2 separate regions of the Mus musculus genome follow, and region 1 is linked to region 2. A link is a contact called in public promoter capture Hi-C data. All regions are on one chromosome and are shown on one strand. The core of a region is the stretch at or near the end of the contact, and the rest is flanking DNA. Distances in the headings are between cores, read along the strand shown.

Region 1 (5,811 bases), core at 1,305-3,804, 340 kb after region 2:
TGACATCGAATGTTTCAGAAGCTTATGAATCATGAAGTTCCTAAAAACGGCTGCACGGGCAAAGCTGTGTCAGAGTTCTTTTCCTTGGGCTGGAATTAAATCACCTCTGGGTTAACACAGTTATCACGAAACGAGAAGAAACTGGCTATGAGGTGGATGCATTATCCTTAATAAATGCAGTTTGTTTTGAAGACAGAACCATTTAGAACGCTAGCTGTGTGCAGGGGATAAGAGGTGCCCCTTACAGGGGAAAAGATACAATCTCCTAACTCATCAGTCATCGTACAATTTCCAAAGTTCAGGTTGGTTGTGTTACCACAGTGAATGGTTAGTTCCTTTAGACATAGTCTTTATTCAGGGGAAGAAAATTCCCACCAAAATATGGTGCTAAGTTAAACTCTTTAGATGATTTAAGCCCAGTCCTCCTGTGTGCCTGTAACTCACAGGAGAGATGAAAGCAGCATTTGAAACAGAACTCCGAGACCCCACCCTATGACGAAGGAACTAGGGTATTTTCTGCACTGTTTTTATTGTCATTTATTTTTGTTTTTCTTTTTGAGACAGTCATTGTGGCCCAGACTGGAACTCAGTGTGTACCTGAGAATGGCCTTGAACTTCTGATCCTCCCATCTCTACGTCTCCTGGAATTACAGACATGTACTGCTACACCTGGTTATGGTTTATATCATGCCGGGACCAAACCCAGGGGTTTACACATGCCAGGCAAGCACTCTGCCAATTGAGCTACACCACAACACCATGGTTTCCACTTCTAAGAGGGAAGTTTTGATAGCAGATCATATGGTTGGTGTTCCTTATTTCAGAGTCTCATCCTTTTTTGGGCGTGTCATCTTTAAACTCAGCCCAACTGATGACTTCAGGATAGTGGTATGCCATTCAAAAAATCACATTTCACCTCTTTGTTTCTCAGCTGAATAATTTTCCCTAGGTGAGGCATACCTCTCTTGGGGCTTGATGATTGGTAGGGCTTGAGAGCAAAAAAACAGAGGCCCTGTAACTGGAGGGAACTGGGAAAGCAACCACCGGAGTTTAATGCTGGAGTCTCCAGTGCTACATCACGGTAACCCTGGGACGTCTCAGAATCAAGAGAGATCTCCCGCTGTACCACCAGCCCCAGGAATGAGACTCTAGGAATACCTGCAATTTGTATCCACTGAGAGTCATGGAGGAGCCAGAACACCAGTCAGTCAGTGGCAGGTTTTCCCAGAGAGTCCTAGAGATATGCCTGTCTATCAACAAGCCAAGGAAACGATTCCTCCCAGGAATCGTCCAGCTTGTTGAACCAGTGGGTTTCTTGGAGTAACCTTACAGGCCCATAGGTGGTTCAGGAAGACCTCTGACTAAATGTTGCACCTTGTCAACCTTCTACCTCTTGGCCACTTTGGCACACCTGGAGGCTATGTGCATCTGGGGGCCAAGGGTGACTGGAGTCTCAGATGAGGGTCTGCTGTCTTTTCCTTCCTTGTGTGGCTCCTAAGGGTGACCGAAGCCAGTGATTGAGGATGCCAGATAAAGGAAACTCTTAGCTTGCCCAGGGACACCAGGCTGGCCAGCTCCAAACTCTTGCTTCTCACAGTTTGAAAAACCAACAGCTGAAGGAAAAAAAGATCTATTTTTCCATGGCTATAATTCAAACCAGTAAGAGCCTGCAGGCAGCCTGACCTTCACTGGCTTTAGACAAGATGGCTATACACAATGAGGGTGGCATGGGTCGCTGTTGGAAATTGTCACTGAAGAATCCTAAAGCAACCCCGATCATTTGTCCATGTGAGTGTTTCTTGACATGGAAGTTGTAAGAATTCATTCACAATTCCAGTTATTATTATTATTATTACTACTACTACTACTACTATTTTTTTGTTTTGTTTTGAGACAGGGTTTCTCTGTGTAGCCCTGGCCATCCTAGAACTCACTCTGTGGACCAAGCTGGCCTCGAACTCAGAAATCCGCCTGCCTCTGCCTCCCAAGTGCTGGGATTAAAGGCGTGCGCCATCACTGCCCGGCTTACAACTCCAGTTATTATAGATCTAAGCTTAACTCAGTCATTCTAGTATCGTTTAATCTGTTCTCCCCACCAAGTGTGTAGGGGGAGGGGGGAAGGGTGCGCGCGCGCCTGCACGCGCTCGCACTGCCCATGACTGTTCTCCTATCCTGGAACTACATTCCTGCAGGCAGATTTGCTCCCCAGCTCAATACATTACCCCATCCACTCCCAGCCCATTAGCCCTGCACACCCGGAGCCAGCCAGGCATGTAGCGCTGCTGCTCCCGGCACAAAAGTCCTTCGCCTCTCCGCACCATGCAGGCGGGGACCCTGAGCCTCTTCCTCATGTTTATGCGTAATAAAAAAAAGCCCGCGTTCCCTCTGCAGCTTTATGAAGACAGTCCTTGCAGCTGTGACTGTAACTGGATTTTTTTCTTACCAGCTAAGATTATGGTCCCATAACCCAATTAGTGTCATTTGGTGGTGGTCCAAGTGCCTCTCCTGCCCGGGTTTTAATTTGGGGATCCCCGGAGGCTGCACTCCACATCTGTAGCGGGCCTGCTCCTTCTCTCCCGGTATTTACTCGAGGTTTATGGCGGGATTAGCTGTGTGGTCTGGAAGCGGCTGTCCTCTTTCATCCTCACGGGTCTGGAGCCGCCCAGAAGCCTTTTACTTTCCATCCAGCCCTGGCACCTAGAGGGCAGGCAGTCCCGGCGACTGGAAAGCATCAGAGCTCGCTCCGCAGGCCTCAGAAGCGCGGTTTCGCCGGCATGGGGGGAGGTGCTGCTCGCCCCGCAGCGTTCACTCAGCGGGACTAGCCCGCCCCATCCACATAGGGTGCACGGTCCTCCCCGCCCCCACTCACGGGCTGGCGAGGGCTGGCGGGGCTCCGGGCGCCCATTGTGCAGGCAGCTGGCACCAGCTGGGAAGGGAATTAACATAACAAAGAGCCGGAGCGAGCGCCGCGCGGCCGGGCGGGGGCTCTGCAGAGCGCCCGGGGCTGGAGGAGCGCGCGGTCGCCGGCTGTCGTGCACCGGGGCAGCAGGCCTCGCGAGGCACAGACAGTGGGTGCAGGCGTATGTCGGTGACGCCGTGTGCATGTGCGTGCATGCGGGTGCGCGCCTGCCTGGGACTGCGTCCCCAGGCCTGGGATGCTGATGCCCCTGCCTCAGTTCACCTGCAGAGGTTGGGCACTCACGCGCTCAGCATCCTAGCGTCCAGATTGGCCTTCTTTGAAACCACAGTCCTTTTAACTTTCATCGCCTGTTCTCAGCCGGGTCCACACCTCGGAACTACCAGGGGAACTTTCCCCGGGCCAGGCCTCACTCTATACTCCAGACCTTTTTGGCTTGGCCTAGGCCTCCAACAGTTGACAGAAGCGTCAGCACTGGTTCTATCTGTCCCGGGCTGGACACCCCAGGGCGCGCCCTGACCCCGACCAAGGACCAGAGCGAGAGGCCAGGGCCCTACCGGGAGCCCTCGAGTTTGAGGCTTTAGAGCTTGGCCTTCGTCTCCCCTGGCTCAGAGGGTCAAGGACACATTCCTGCTTAATGCTTCTGTTGCAAGCTTTCGACTGGACAGCCTCACCTCGCTTATTGCTAAAAGCCCATGGGAAGAAAGATGGGAAAGCTCAACTGAACTATAGGCAGACAGATGGATAGACAGATAAAAAACAAATCGCTGTGTTTAGACTACTGCCAGGCCTCCGAGGCCCCTGGAGGTCTCCTGTGGGGACTGTAAAAGGAAGTCAAGGCTCAGCAGGACCCGCAACTCGCAACTCGAAAAGCGGACAGGGCCCAGATACGCTCGGCCCCTTGCGCTCTACCTCGGTGACCCCCTCTTCGCGTGTCCCGGTCCCCTCCAAATCCCATCTTGCCATGGGGTTTGGACAAAAGGGCGAGCCCTCCATAGGCCTCTCGCAGCTGTGGCAGCTGGGTGGTCCCTGGAGGGTGAGAAGCAGGCAGAGGAAGCGCTGTGGCGGGAACCTGGGCTCCAGAACCGATGTGCACCTCAGCGCCTCCGCGGTCACTTGGCTGCACGCTTGCTCCTGGCGGGAGCCAGGCATCGATGAACTCTACTGCAGACTGGCTGAGCGTCTCCCCACAGGGAGGAGAGTGATTGAGATCAGCCGTCCGGCTATGTCATCTCGAAGCTCCGTGTCATCCACAGGGCCGGGTTCTCAGAATGTGTTCCCCATGCCTTCGAACACTTTCAAGGGGGCTTGGGCCCCTGGGGCCACCACCCAGGACCACGTTCCCTCTTTACCGCTGGGATGTAAGCTCTCGGTGGTTAGTGACTCAGCACAGTTCACTACAGTTCAAGTAGCTATCCGATCAAGCAGAGCCCAGAAAAAGCTGGGTGCTAACTTCTGCGGACCTGTTTTACCCATCCTAAGGTGTCTGACAGTCCTGCAAAGGGAAGAAGGTGGCACCACTGGACCTCAGCCTGAGAAGCACCCTGTTCAAGGTCAGCAGGCAGTCAGGTGACCTGGCTGCTTTGCAGGGACTTGGTATTGGCTACTGTTGTTGAGTTCAGAATTCTCACAGGTCCTAACCACTGTGTTTATTCTCAATAAATGGTTTCTTAATAATCGTTTTAATTAGCAAAAAGGCTGTCTTATTAAAGCTAATTAAAGGCAATTTGGGAACCTTATTTTCATACAATCATAAAATTAGAGCAACAAGAGGCTAGAGAGATGGGGAACATCTCCTGCTTCTATGCTGAGGGTTCAGGGAGAAGCTGACTGATGTCCCCAATCCCGAGGCAGGCAGGCCTAAGGGGCAGGGGTGCCCAGCCTATAAACTGAGTCCAAAATTTAGATGTAGCCTTGGACAGTATGGAGGACCAGCTACAGGAGGGATTCTCTGTCCATATCTTCCAAGTGGCATCTCAAAGACGTCCAGCCTACTCACCCTCTCTTCATCCTCTTCATCCTCCTCCCATCCTACCCCACCCATCCCTCTTCTCTTCCCCATTTCCTCCCTGCACTGTCTGTCTGCTCCAGAGGACATCTCAATTTTTACATCGAGGAAGAAGACACTCTCTTCCTCCCTCTACCATGGTACTGGCTGCTACAGATTCCCTCACTCTTGCCCAGAGGCACAGTCTCTATCCTGCATTCCTTCCCACCATTGTGGGGTGACTGCACTGTGTCATAAGCTTTCCAGGTGGGTGGAAGCTCTTGGACTTGGCTTTGTGTCCTCCAAACTTTGGCCTAGGTTTCTTGCCCAACCAAGCCATGTCCCTCCCCACTGACCTCAGCCCTGGCTCCACCCTTGCTCTTTATATAGCCTGGGATAACCCCACCCACCCACACACATTTCATCTCCCTTTCCGGGCCCCCCCCCCACACACCATCACCACCATCACCACTCCCTTTTTTCCTGTCTGTCTGTCTGTCTGTCTGTCTGTCTTACACACACTATCACCACCACTCCCTCTTTGCCCTTCTCTCTCCCTCCCTTCTCTCTCCCTCCCTTCTCTCTCCCTCCCTTCTCTCTCCCTCCCTTCTCTCTCTCTCTCTCTCTCTCTCTCTCTCTCTCTCTCTCTCACACACACACACACACACACACACACACACCACTCTCTCTCACACTCTACATCTCCTACAGAGCTTTCTATCATCTCTATAGCTGTGTCTGATGATCTAATGCTAGAGTCCTGTTTGTTTTTGCTTGAAGAAGCTGTCATTTTAGAAAGGCATCATATCTAACTATAGCTTTGAGGATCCATAGACCTTGGCTCTACCCCTGGCTTTACAATGGCTTTATGGCCCGAAGCTGGGCTTGTCTTCTCTGAGCTCTGGTC
Region 2 (5,338 bases), core at 52-2,551:
AATGTGTAAGAGACTGGATATCCCAGGAGTATCCCAAATACAGTGCAGAGATTCCAGTCTGAGGAATGTAGCCTGGTGTAGGAGACTCCCTGAGACACATCTTTCTTAAGTCCTCGAAAACGTGTGATGACGTCAGCTATGAGAGATTTCAAGTCCGGGAGCTGGTCCACCGACCGGACAGAAGGATGAGGTTGGGAGCGGGAAACGTCCACGAAAGCTACAGTACCAAGCAGTGTCTGTTCCAAATGCTGACAGGCATACTCAGGACTGACAATAAAGTTATTCTCTCCAATCTCAAGAATGTGAAGTCCTGGCTCCAGGAAGCCCAGCCCCTGTAGTTCCTCCAGATAACTTTGGAGCGCCAATACTCCTGCAGAGTTGCAATCATAGAGTACAGCTGGCTTCAGCCCGCGGGCCACAGCCAGCACCTCTCCTGCCAGGTGAAGGCAGGTAGCTCGAGGTGGGCATTTTCTCTTGCCCATGCCCAGAGTCTGCTGAGCAGCTGCCACCAGCAGCTGAGGGCTTGGTGTTGACATAAGATCTGGAAGTTACATGACATATGGCCTCCTTAGCTAGCCACAGTTCCTTTCCCTGGGCCACACACAGTTCAGCTCCCAGCACTTGAGAAAGATCCTAGAAACAATATGGTAGGGGGAAATCGTTAATACTGTCAAGATGGGGTCACCAATGCTGCACCCCATTTCTCTGGCAGACTTAAGTTTACGAAATCGTCCTTCTAGTCACATTTACATTGTCTCTGGCTTCGATTCTAACTTTTACCTGGTGCAATTTATGCTCTGGGATTCAAACCTTACAGCAAAAGTTACCACTTCTCCCAAAACTGTCCAACTGGGACAGAACTCTGGGCTCTAAACTTCAGCGCCTGTAAGCTCTCCATTGCCAGCTCCTCAGACAGATCTCCACAGAGCGCTCACAGCAGCCTGATCAAACCAGCATAAGCTACAACGCGGAGTAATCACCGCCTCACCCTGCGACACTCAGGTAAGAGAAGCCGCTAGAACTGGGGCACGAGCCAGTTTAACACTTGCTGGACCCTCTTCCCTTCTAGGAAGGCACGCTCCCACCGCCACACCTACCCACACGTGCCTACGCGGTGGTAGACTAGTTACAAAAGGAAGCGCTCTGCCTCAAGACACTCGGCTAGCATTTCCGCCGCAGGTTCGGGGGCGCAGGAAGCCCTTCCGCCTGCCCGCCAGCGGCGTAGTGCCCTCCCACGCCCCACACTCGGTACTGTGAAAACCCGACAGTGTGTGCAGAAGCCCAGGGAAAGACAGCCTGACGTGCATGCGCACTGGCTTACTCCGCCTTTCCGTGACGTCATTTGAAAAGCAAACGCAAGCCAGAACCTTTGAAGAGGCTGCGGACGGAGTGGGAGGTAAAGCCACCTTAGACCCGCCCCTTCCGGTAGAGCCCCTGCGGGCGGGCCTTGCGAGGCGGAAGTGGAAGTGGGGGAGAAGCCGCTGGGACCGCCAGTTGTCAGTCCGCGGAATAAGGGACACCTCTCCTGTGGGCAATGCTGTAAAGCTTTATTTTGTATTATTATTTTTTTAATGTACCTAAATTCTGAACTTGACAGGTATGCCAAGGCCATGCATATTCACTCCTTTTTTAAAAATCGCCTTATTGTGTGGGCGTGCACAATGGCGCCCTGTCAGCTCTCGCTTCCACCTTGTAAGAGGGTCCGAGGTACTGAACTCAGGAAGCCAGCCTGCTGAGCAAGTGCCATTAACTGCTGAGCCAGTACTGTTGTACTATGTGTTGCAGGGGCTGGCCCGGAACGGGACTTCTCGTTCTCTGGTTTATGCCGCGTTGGGGATTGAGCTCTGGAATTCACGCGTGCCAAACACTACTAACTGTATGTCTGCAGCCTGAGTATTCACTCTCAGTGTGCCGAGGTACTGCATTGTACCTTCTTCATGGAGCTCAAAGCCCGAGAGTCCAGTTTGCTGATCATCTTATTTTAAAAGATTGATTTTTATTTCCATTCATAAGTTTGTGCAGGTGCCCAGGAAGCCAGAAAAGGGAGTAGGGTCACCTGGAGCTGAATAAGTTAAAAATATTGTGAGCTGCCTAACACGGGCTTTGGGAACGGAATTCAAATCTTTGGGAGAAAAAGCAGGTCTCATCTCTACAGCCACACTGTTGTGGTGGGGATTTGTTTGTTGAGACAATGTCTTGCTATGTATTCCTCAAACATGACAATCCTCCTGCCTCAGCCTCGGAAGTTCTGAGGTTAGAGTCTACCCTAATTGAATGATACCTCAAGGAGTTATCTATACCTCAAGGAGGATGGGCAAAACTAAGGAGGGGAACACCATCTAGGAAGCCAAAGGTGAGTTAACATCCTTACTGGCCGCTTCAAGGCCACCCATGCCCCTGACCATAACCTCTGACCCACTGCTTTGTAAGTAAACCTAATGGACTCCTTGGTACCCCAGATTGAACTTCGGTGGAACTGTACCCTCATCTGCCATTAGGACCTTAGAAAGTGCCTTGTTCCTTTCTCCAGAGAAGTCTTACAGCAGATAGGAAGGTCAAATGTTGACATAAGGAATTTGCCTATATCTTCTGTGAAGGAAATCTTAAGAAAACTCTAGCCTGGACAAATGGCCCCAAGTTATGGGCAGCAAAATGGAGACCCAGACTGGAGGTTTTACAGTGGTGCTATGCTGGTACCTTCATACCAAAAAGGACCAGCAGTGTGTTAAAGACAGACAGACAGTATGTAAGGAGGATCAGTTTGTAGGGCCTGCCAGTCTAACTTAGGTTCTCAGCTCAGGGGGAGTCAGTACTAAAAATTGATAGAACCAGTACTCTAGCTTTATATTTTTTTCTTCCCAAGTTTATTTTACGTTCTCATGATAGTTAGCAATAAATCTCCAAATTGAAAGACGTAGGTCATTTATTACAGCACAAATATCTTAGAACACACTGTATCAGACACTGCTAAAGACCTGGCAATAAATCTAAGACAAACAGTTTTGACTTTCCAAGTTGGCAGTCAGTCAAGCAGAACATAGATGCGGAGCAATTTACAAACGACACAGTTACTCTTAAAGTTTAAGATGCTACATGAACATACAACTGAGAACTGTGGAGAGGAGATGAGATTCAGCATCTGCCTTCAGGGTTTATCTGTAGTGGTTCTTTTAACATTGGAGTTAATCTGGAGTGCACAGTAAGGAAAAGGAGGAACTGGGGGAAATCCTCCTCCCTTCTGAGTCTTCAAATGAAGGCAGGAAGAAGACAGCTGGAGAGTGAATGGGAGCATTGGGAAACTTAGAGCTCCTGGGGACTTGGTATCTACTAAAACCAGAGAAAGCTTACTGAATATGACAAGAGAAGATCCTGCATGTAGTGTGTGCTCCCAGCATTCCGAAAAAGATGCAAGACAAGAAACTGGACTGCCTAGATAGGACCACACAAAATCATGCATTGTCCCAACATATTTGTCAATTTTTCATTATGGTCACACACTAATAACTCAATCCATAGCCCTCAGAACATATTTTTCAACATTCTTTACCAGATCCTGTTGTCTGGACATTCCTCATAGCCTGCTGACTTGTCACAGAAGGGAAAGGAAATGTCCCCTATTCCACAGCTACCCTCCCACTTTCTCTGTAATGGGTTACTTTTAACTCTGAGCTTCCAGATGGAGCATCCACACATCAAGACTCCCTCACTTCATCTCACCAAATGATGCTACTCATTCCTCCAAAAAAGAATAAAGTCCCTAGCCTTGCATGATTCCTGGTCTATAAAAGCCTAACTTTTAAACTTCTACCTAAACTTCTCTTTAAACATTTTTAGTTAGCATACAAAGAGTTTTACTCTGACATGTTCATACTATGGCCATGTGTATAAAATTATACTTTGCTCTTATTCACAGAGACACCTGCCTTTCCTAACTCACCCAGATTTCTCTTGGTCCTCCTTTTAATAATCTCTAAGAGAACTTTAAACCAAATCTTAAGCATCCTAAGTAAGTCTCACTGCCACCAAAATTAGGTTGAGCTGTTAGACTTTAAATGCATCCCAACTTTCAGTGGCTAGAAAAGCAAAAGGTGCTACCTTTAGTGTAAGGGCAGCAGACTGTACAGAGAGGCATATCCCTGTGACATGAAACAGATAGACACCAGTATTCAAGAGGATTGAGGCTATAACCAGAGAGACCCATCTTACTTTTCATCTAAGTCTTGGAATTCAAATTATGAGAAGGGACTGGAGCAGACACTCTATGAGACATAACTGCACTGTTCTTCACTGTCTCCATGGCTCACAACAAGTGATATAAGCAGGTTTGAGCCTTCCCCAGAAGAGCACTATCCAGACGTTTAATATATGAAACACCTCATTTTCATAAATGGAAAAATCTGAATGTCAGACTCTTGAAAGTCTCTGAACAAGAACGGTCAATTTTGTTGTCAGAGCATATCACAGATGCCCGACTCCCTCCAGATGGTCTTTGAGAAGAAAATAAGGAAGAGGAGAGTGTCTGCCATGAGGCACATGGAATCATAGTTGCTCATCAACTTCACATATAAGATGGTGTGAGTGGTGACAAGGTATGTGGCTGGTGACAATTCTCCCATGGAGTCCCTCCACTGACAACCATTCTTACTCTCGTGGAATCCTTTGGCTTTCCATGTCACCATCTTCTCCTTTAATACTTACTTTATGAGCTTTTACTCCACACACAGGTTGGGTGACTTTCAGACCTTGGCACCATCTCTATTTAGATATCAAGACTGGTTGCTAGGCAACCAATCAGCTCCTCTCTTACTTCCTCCAGCAGGGAGCCAGCTGACTGTACTAGCAGAACAGGTCAAACAGAGCTCAATTCAGATCAGATCAGTGTTCAAGGAACTTGGATGAAAGCAAGAAGGGGAAACCATGTGGTCTAAACACAATGCAGAAGGGTCCTGTTCAGGCAGTTTTGTCTTAAACAAGTAGAGGAAAATAATCGAGTCAGAGTTTTAAGGCCAAATGCAATTTTGGGCATCATTCCAAACCTTTTTTATTTACAAGTGATGCATCTGATGCCCTCCAGTTAAACGATCTGTCTAACGTCAGACGGAAACACAGCTGCAGTTAGAGTTCTGGTGTCTAAACTTCGACATCAAATCTCCTACACCAACCATGGAAGATCTAAAAGGAACCCCTCAGGGGATGATACCTTGATAAGTTAGAGGAACTTTTAAAACTAGGCATATTTGGAAAGTCTCAGACTTCTAATGAGGTTATAGAAAGGAGATTTAAAAATTGACTAAACCTGAACTTAAAAAAAATCCTTATGTACAATATAAAAATGAGA

What was found. Promoter capture Hi-C pulls out the DNA fragments that hold promoters and counts their contacts.
Region 1: a promoter capture Hi-C map of hippocampal neurons shows a contact between it and region 2, with 2.3 times the contacts expected there. The contact joins the promoter of A730013G03Rik here to the promoter of A130010J15Rik in region 2. A contact is called at or near these places in 2 of 39 promoter capture datasets (cranial neural crest and hippocampal neurons) and 1 of 115 datasets of contacts at active chromatin or transcription factors (embryonic stem cells).

Annotation. Positions count from the first base shown.
Region 1 is chr1:192,831,956-192,837,766 of GRCm38.p6, reverse strand. A730013G03Rik (RIKEN cDNA A730013G03 gene) reads left to right here and starts at 2,554. Exons shown (of 1, transcript NR_155503.1): 1 at 2,554-4,648.
Region 2 is chr1:193,169,540-193,174,877 of GRCm38.p6, reverse strand. A130010J15Rik (RIKEN cDNA A130010J15 gene) reads right to left here and starts at 1,301. Exons shown (of 2, transcript NM_181048.3): 1 at 1,098-1,301; 2 at 1-633. The coding sequence starts at 536. It overlaps Irf6 (interferon regulatory factor 6), which reads right to left. Exons shown (of 8, transcript NM_016851.2): 8 at 2,842-5,338.